Regions from separate parts of the Ovis aries genome. Here regions 1 and 3 are each linked to region 2. The links are chromatin contacts, called in public Hi-C maps. All regions are on one chromosome and are shown on one strand. The core of a region is the stretch at or near the end of the contact, and the rest is flanking DNA. Distances in the headings are between cores, read along the strand shown.

Region 1 (2,700 bases), core at 101-2,600, 220 kb before region 2:
AAAAGGTGAGGGGTGGGCTGCGTGGGCCATGCCAGGCTGTCCCTCAGCTCCTGCCAGGCAGGAATGTTGGCAGGTGTCCAGGGCTTCTGCTTTTTTCAAAAGAAGCCAGAAAATCCAGGTTTTTATGTGACTGCCCCATTTAAAAATCTTGACAACCCACTATTCACTTTTTTTCTAAAACACTGTTCAGCTAAAATAAACACCCAACTATATGTTGCCTGTTTGCAAGCTGGGCATCAGGTCAAGAGTTCACAAATATTATATCAGGTATAAACCAGGAGAAGCAAGAGGGAGAGATGCTGTGAGTTTAGGTGGATGGGGCAGGCAGAGAGGGCTTCCTGGAAGAGGATGACTAGAGATGGGCTGGAAGGATGGGTGAGACTGAGAGGGATACAGGGCTAGTGGGGAAGGAACAGTGCTGGGACTCAGCAGGGGCCTAATAAAGGTGGGGGCTGAGGTCTGGGCTTAGGGACTGGACCCAGGAGACAGGACAATAAGACGCATCCCCTTCTGGACCACAGGGGCAGTGGAGGGGGTTTTGTGGCTGCCAAGATGGAATGGGGGCTGGGGACTAACTTTATTGCTGTTTGTAGAAAAGTCTTCCTCAGCAGGTGGGGGCTGGAGCTGCCCAGGGCCTCCGTGGTCTTCTTACGATCAGGCCCTGCTATGTCCTGAGCCTGGTGTCCCTTGGTAGTGACAGGGCGAGCCTGGCTGCCAGACCAGATGGGTTGAGGTTACGGGCATGGAAGTCCAAGATCAGACTCCCAAGACCTCAGGGTCATTTTCAAGGAAGCAGAGCAAGACCAGAGGGCTCCAGAGGTTCTTCTAGCTGAGAAAGATGAGGGGACCTTGGTTTTGACGTTTGCACCTATGAGCCCAGGTTTGCCTGGAGCTCCAGGCTCAGCTGCCGCCTTCCCTGTAGTGGCCCCCAGGGGGCAGCAGAGGAACAGCAGTGCCCAGGAGCCGATGACTGTGGGCAGGGGGCCCTCTGTGCCTCTCTGTCCTCTCAGCGGGTCCCCTGTTGCTCTTAGAGTGTCTCAGAACGGCTTCTCTGAATTCCTGACCCTGACCCAGGGCACTTGCTGATGCACTGACCTTCTGTCCCTCACCCAGTTAGGTCCCAGCGGCTAGGTACCTAGTTGCAACATCGAGTATTGTTAACTCCCCTTTCGACCCCCAGGTTTCAGCCATTCCCCTGCCTCTTGCTGCCTTGCTCCTCTTGTCCCTCTATCCCAGCTCTGGCTGCCGTGACTACCTGTCTCCTTGGGGGCTGCCCAGCTGCAGGCTGGCCCAGGCGTGTGGTCCGGGCATGTGTTTGCTGTGTACACGCCATGCCTCCCTCACGGCCTCTCACACACGCAAATGACAGATCTATGGTTCCTCTTTGGAAGTGATCAGATGGCAGCTCTAAGCCAACTCCTTCTCTCCGTGCCTCTGCGACGTCAGACTGAGGCTGGTGAGAGGAAGTGGTCAGGCAGCGGGTGGCCAGCTCCAGGAGGGCGGCCTTCTGGGGGCGGGAGCGAGGCCAGATGGCTCCGGGGCCCCTAGCAGTGCAGCCTCGGGTTTTCTAGAAGCAGGCCTTCGCTACTTTCCATCAGTTTCCCAGGCCTGCCTTTCTCTGGACCCCGGCCTGGTTGTTGATGTCCACATTTCAGACCCTGAGGGTCAGATCCTGGTCTTGCTGTTCTAGTTGCAGAGCAGAGGAAGGGACCTGGGGGTTCGCAAGTGCCAAGCGTTGGGCACTCAGGCCCTTTCTGTCCCCGCGTGGCTGGCGTTAGAGGGCGGCTGGCATTAGTGGGCAGCTCCCAGCACAGCAGTACTGAACCCAGAGGGAAGAGGGCCCTAGGGGGCACAAGTGGGACTCGGAAGCCAGAGAGCCAGGCAGGGAAGGAAGCAGGCCCCCCGGAATCAAGGAGAAGGGCCTCAGTCCAAGGGCGGACTCTCTCCAGCTTCACTTGTGAGGTCCTGCCACCTTATCCTCTATCCGGCTTCCAGCCCCCCAGTCTGGCCCCTGCCCACCAGCCTGACTAAAGGTCACACCTCGAGTGAGCCCTGCCGGGGGCTGGGTCAAATTCTCTATCCATGGATGCTGTCACTCAGGACCTCAGCAAGTGTGACCAACACTCCATGTAGTGGGTGGAAAACATGAGTAAATGATGTTCGAAGGCCGAAAATATCACCACCCACTGCCTGCAGCCCCTGGCCCCAGAGCAGCACCAGGGACCCAGAGCTGGATGGCACAGGAGGCCCAAGGTCAAGGGTAGGGGCTGTCCTGATGCCTTTGTATCTTGGGGGCCAGCTGGGACATCCCCTTTCTCCCCCATGCTGACCTCCCCCCAGAGCTGGACATAAGGGTGCCTCTCCTTGCTCACTGCAGCCCCCCTCCCTTGTCACGGAGCCACCCTGCCCCACCCCAGGCTCCCTCCTGGAAGCGTCTGTCAAACACCCCAGTCCACAGACCTTGCGGCTTCATTGCCCACACCCTGGCATGCCCTGCCCCTGCTCCCATCTGCCTGTTTGCTGTTCTCGGCTAGGGGCCGGGAGGGGAGCCGGCACTGGACACCGGCCCTAGGGCGATGTCTGGCTCACTGGGAGCTCACCATTTTGCAGATGGACTTGGCCTCCTCGGAGAACTTGTGCGAGTACACCTCCTCCGTCTCCAACACCCGGCGGTCCACCTCCTCCCGCTTTACCTTCTCC
Region 2 (2,700 bases), core at 147-2,646:
TGGCCAGCAAAGTCTTCCTTCATTCATCAGAGTGTGTGAATGAAAAATATTAAGAAGTAAATAGGGCGTTTTCGTGGACTGCTCGCCTTGTACTCTTCTGAAGTCAAGACCTTACTGAGACTGCATTCGACCTTGGGTGTCAAATAAAGCCTCCTCCCATGAAAGGGAAAACCACTTCCCTTTTCATAAAAAGGCTGCACCCAGAGCTCAAATCTTGGCAAAAGAAATGTTACATAAATTCCAGGTGTTCCTAAATATGTATGCTTACCCGCACAGAATCATTTTAGGAAGCATCTTAAGTTTCTGGGCCACTTTCTCTCTCACCCCTTCCCTCTCTCCATCTCAAGGAAGAGTCAAAAAGTGCGTTTATAGTCTCGACTTAGCTTCTTACCCACTCCATTTAGACGATATTTCCTGCTAACCTAATGCAGAAAATCTAATGATTTGCATCCAAAACACATCTAAGCAATGGCACACTTACCTTTCTTTTCTTAATTAAGCCAAAACACAAAAAAATCCACTTAATCTCTCCCTCCTCAATGGGGGGAAAAACCACCCCTGAAATCATGTATTCTTTTCTACATGATTTGCACAACCATCCTCTCGTTATGTGAACAGGCTAATTCCTCAACATCTTACTTTGCCTTTAAAAGGCTTCCTTCCACACGACGGGATTTCCCTAAGAAACATTCCCAGCGGATGGTTTCCAGCAATAACCTATATCAACTCAGCCGGCGCCCCTCCACCCCCAACACACACACACACACACACACACACACACACACACACACGAATTCACTCACAGAACCATCCCGGGCCAACTCGGAAAAGCTGTTTGATTTGCATGTTTGCCCATCTCTTCCTGAATGAACGCCTTTCCAACTGACCTTTCAACAGCTGCCGAGAAGGCACGGCACGGTAAGGTTAGAGCTGGAAACTAGGGAATCTGTTTTAGCATCCTAATCCTTGCAACCTCGAGGTGACGTTTCCCCTTCTCTGCCCAAGTCCAGGTTCCCCGAGCACAAGGGCAGGAACCGTGAAGCGTTTGCCGAGCACTCTCCGAGGTGCCCTGCTCCCGACCAAACTCACTGCGGGCATCCCGCACCCGCCCGATACCCCGGCTCGTGGCGAAGGCGCCAGGCACGCACCCGCCCTGCCTCTTACCTTCCCTGGCTTTCAGCAAGACCGTGTTGGCCACGATGTTTTCCAGCTCCATTGACAGTCGGCGGTCAGCGAGGGAGCCGGCCGGCGGGGCTGTCAGCGCCTGACGGTGCTGCCGCTGCTGCTGCTGCCGCTGCTTGGGCTGCTGCCGCTGCTTGCCGGAGCCGGGAGCGAGCAGCCCGCCTAGCCTACCGCATTATTCTTTGCTCTTATCCCTCGGAGTTTCCACCTCTGCAAAGAGGAGCCGCCGCCGCCGCTTCTTCCTCCCTCTGTGTCCCCCCTCCCCCCCCTCCCTCAACAGTTTCCCCCCCACCCCCCACCCTGCGCGCTGCTCTGTCACTCCATTCTCCTCCCCTCGGGCTCCCGCGGATGCTTTAATGCTTCGGATGCTTCTGCCTCCCCTCTGTCCGTCCCGGGGGTGTGGTACTCGCAGGCTGGGGCGGCCTCACTGCGCAGGCGCTGGGCCGAGCCACGCCTCCCGCTCCGGCCCTCGCGGCGCGGGGCCTGCTGGGACTTGTAGTTCGGCCCGGCGCGCTGGGCTGGGGCCGGGACTGGCGCGCGGCTGCGGGAATCCGAGAACCGCCCTGGGACGTGCCTTCGGAGGGAAGGCGGTGGGGCGTGCAGCGAGCGAGTCAAAGGCGGCTCGGCGGAGCTGAAGCTCCCCCCGCCCAACTCCAGTCCTGGGGCCCGTTCTCGCATATCCATGCCGGGGGAGGAGGGGTGGTCCCACTCGCCCGCTTCCCGCCCTGCCGAATGCCCAGAAAGCGAAGTGCACGGGCCACGGCGAGGGCGGGGCGAAGCGCTGCGTCCGGGCAGGAGCTGGTGGCGGTTCTGGCCCCCCGCGTGGCGTGCTCGGGATGGAAGGGAGGTCAGGCCGGCCGGGCCTGCACCCCGGCTTCCTCCGGGGCACGCCAAGCCCACGTGGGCAGGGGGCTGCAGCCCAAAGGCGGCCAGGCACGCCCGCGGGCCCCGCACGCGGCGGCCGGCCGAGGTGCTGCCGTCGCACACGCGCTCGGTGGGTGACAAAGGTGTACTTTGTTTTTCGTCCGAGGGCGCGAAGGGGGATCCGCGAGTAGGCGGCGACTCGGCGCTGGCGGCAGCATCGATACCCGCGCAGCCTGAGCGCCCCTCGGCGGCCGCGGGATGGAAGCGCGGCGGTGGGGCCACGCGGACGACGGGTCCACCCCCAGGTTTCTCTGCGCCCCGGGACACCCGTCTGCGACTCCGGGGATCCCGGCGTGGGATGCGGACCGGTTCAACTAATAACCTGCCTTCCACCACACGGGGCCGCGAATCAAGAATCTTCATTCCAACCCAACTGATATTAATAAAAACGCAGACTGAATCGCCGGGGTCAGAAATATGAGTAGGTTAACAGCACCAAGTCTGTGTTAGACATTCGTTTTCCAAGTCCAGGCTTATTCATCTTGGGGCTCTTAGTGCCTTTCCACTGTATGCTCAGAACGTCGGGCCCCAGATCTGTGCTCAGCGTCGCCTCCTTGCTGCCTCCGAAGGCCTCGCCCCGGGGAAACGGGCGGT
Region 3 (2,700 bases), core at 10-2,509, 190 kb before region 2:
AAACCAGCACTTTTCTGGACAAATTTAAGATGGCAAAGAGCAGGCTCACAGAGACCATCCACTGGTGAAGGGCTACTGGGTCAGGAAGTCCTCTGAACAAGTATGCCCTGCATGGGGTCCCAGCCCTTTCAGAGGGTGCCCCCGCTGACCTGGCCACCCCACGTCACAAAGGGTCGCATTCTCTGTGTCAGCGAAGTGGTGAAACACAGCCCTCACCCTCCAAGGAGGGAAAAGCAGACTGGGAAGTAAAGCATGTTGTCCCTTGCATCCTTTGCTGTTTTTAAGTGGCTTCGCAGAAATCAGGATGAAGGATGTTTTAGAGGTCAGGAAGTGAGAGCATTTTTAAACACTGGTAGAATTTAGCCAGAGGCCCTGAGAGCTGGGCAACTTTAATGAGAAAGAAAGGAAAACACACAAGTGGCCCTGACCCAGACCTTGACTTTTTTACGTCAAAAGCAAAAACGGATAATTAACAAAACGAAATGTGCCTGGACGTTGGAGCGGGAGGCCAGCCGGGCTCTGTCAACTTGATAATCCCCGGTCAAGAACTGCGGGCCCAGAGCTCGCATTGGGAGATGACTTGGTGTTTACACAGGCTGAGGGCTGGCGCTCAGGACCCAGAGAAGCAGGCTTTTTCCTGGCGAGGAGCTTGGATCCGGCCAACTCCGCTCTGGGTTAGGATGGTCACGTGCAGGTAATTCACAGTTAGGGCCCAGGTCCGATGGGGCCGGGGTGCAGAATGCTCACACCCCGGGGTGTCTCTCATTCCTTGCGTGTGAGTGGAGAGGGCACAGTGAGCCAGTGTTCCATCTTCCAGGTCACCCTCCAGTCCACAGACTCCAGACCGGCTTCAGTGTGAAGCTGTGTTGCAAATACCTTGGCCCAGGAAGACATTTCTCCCATGAAGATTTCATTCCAGGCAGCTTGGGAGTGAAGGAGGGCAGGCATCTTTCAAGATCCTGGGAAACTTGACTGAAACCCCCAGGATGTCATTTCTCTGCCCAAGACCCAGGGTCAGAGACCAGTGTCTGCCCATCCAGGGCAGTGCTGAGGGTGGGGAGGTTGTCCTCAGGAAGCCTGAGGCTGGCTTCACTGTATCCAGCCACTCTCTAAAGAGGAGTTCTGGGAAGGAAATAGCACACACACACACACACACACACACACACACACACACGCAGAGGAATGGGGTTCAGAGGCAGAGCCGGCTCCACCAGCATCAAAGGAGACTCCCATTTTCTGCCCTGGAAGGTCACAAGAAAGGAAGAGGAACTTGGACAGGCGTGCCCTGGCCTGCTGTGAGGAGCCCCGAGATGTCAGGCTGAAGACAGAGAGGGCGTGTTTTCCAGGGAAGTTAGCAGGGAGAAATAAATATGTCTATCTGAGGGATCCAACCAGTCCATCCTAAAGGAGATTAGTCCTGGGTGTTCACTGGAAGGATTGATGTTGAAGCTGAAACTCCAATACTTTGGCCACCTGATGCAAACAGCTGACTCATTTGAAAAGATCCTGATGCTGGGAAAGATTGGGGGCAGGAGGAGAAGGGGACGACAGAGGATGAGATGGTTGGAAGGCGTCACTGACTCAATGGACATGAGTTTGGGTGGACTCCAGGAGCTGGTGATGGGAGGCCTGGCGTGCTGCGCTTCATGGGGTAGCAAAGAGTTGGACACAACTGAGCAACTGAACTGAGGGACAATTACACAGTTGTTGAAAATGCTGTGCAGAGAGTCTGGGACATGAGAAAATGCTAATGATACAGCATAAAGGCTGGGCATCAAGAAGTGGATCACACACAGGAGGGTCCAGCCGATCCACACAGCCCTCAGCCCACCTGCCACCCCCACCCCAACTAGCTCCTTCATGAAGCAGCTCGAAAGGTGCCTTTGGTCAACCTCTGATAAGACGACACAGTGGAAAGGAAAGCAACCAGGTTCTAGAACCAGACAGACTGGGGTAACATCTCATCATCACTCTTTCTCTGTTCTTTTTCTTTACTTGTGGTCAAATAGACATAGCAGAGAGATTGCCATTTTAACCATTTAGTGGCATTAACTGCAGTCATAACGTTGACTATTACCACCATCTTTTCTCAAATTTTCTTATCATCCCAAACAAAAACTCTATAGCCATTAAGCAGTAACTCCCCATCCCTTCCCCTGAAACTCTGGTAAGCTTTAGTTTTGTCTCAATGAATTTGCCTACGCTGGACATTTCATGTAAGTGGAATCATACAAATGTGGCCCTTTTTGTCTGATTTCTTTCACTTGGGCTTCCCATGTGGCTCAGCTGGTAAAGAATCTGCCTGCAATGCAGGAGACCTGGGTTCGATCTCTGGGTTGGGAAGATCCCCTGAAGAAAGGAAAGGCTAGGCACTCAAGGCTATTCTGGCCTAGAGAATTCCATGGATCATATAGTCCATGGGGTCTCAAAGAGTTGGACACGACTGAGCGACTTTCACTCCTTCATTTCACTTCTTTCACTTAGCCTAATGTTTTCAAGATTCTTTCATGCTCTAGCAGGTATCAGGACTTCATGCCTATTTATGGCTGAATAATATTCCATTGTATGACAGACCTCATTTTGCTTATCCATTCATCCGCTGATGGACACGGCTTGTTTCTACTTTTCAACAACTGTGAATAACGCTGTTATGGATATTTGCATACAGGTATCTGTGTCGGTCCCTGTTTTAAATTCTCC

What was found. Hi-C and Micro-C count contacts between places; a contact is called where the count stands out from the background.
Region 1: a Hi-C map of hypothalamus shows a contact between it and region 2, with 5 times the contacts expected there. The contact joins the enhancer-like site here to the promoter of GRK5 in region 2. A contact is called at or near these places in 6 of 16 Hi-C or Micro-C datasets (blood, hypothalamus, mesenteric adipose tissue and 2 more).
Region 3: a contact with region 2 is called in a Hi-C map of liver, with 3 times the contacts expected there. The contact joins the enhancer-like site here to the promoter of GRK5 in region 2. A contact is called at or near these places in 12 of 16 Hi-C or Micro-C datasets (blood, hypothalamus, liver and 6 more).

Annotation. Positions count from the first base shown.
Region 1 is chr22:39,107,726-39,110,425 of ARS-UI_Ramb_v3.0, reverse strand. GRK5 (G protein-coupled receptor kinase 5) reads right to left here. Exons shown (of 15, transcript XM_060404750.1): 11 at 2,601-2,700. Among named protein-coding and RNA genes, the nearest start is that of TRNAY-GUA, 22 kb to the right of the region's middle. Within about 2 kb of position 1,350, at least 7 of the 54 cell types and tissues checked have an H3K27ac peak or open chromatin away from gene starts, as enhancers often do. A contact at or near this core is called in hypothalamus, where this site is marked.
Region 2 is chr22:38,887,856-38,890,555 of ARS-UI_Ramb_v3.0, reverse strand. GRK5 (G protein-coupled receptor kinase 5) reads right to left here and starts at 1,396. Exons shown (of 15, transcript XM_060404750.1): 1 at 1,165-1,396. The coding sequence starts at 1,216.
Region 3 is chr22:39,076,735-39,079,434 of ARS-UI_Ramb_v3.0, reverse strand. The region is part of intron 4 of GRK5 (G protein-coupled receptor kinase 5); the gene reads right to left. Among named protein-coding and RNA genes, the nearest start is that of TRNAY-GUA, 9.2 kb to the left of the region's middle. Within about 2 kb of position 1,259, at least 6 of the 54 cell types and tissues checked have an H3K27ac peak or open chromatin away from gene starts, as enhancers often do. A contact at or near this core is called in liver, where this site is marked.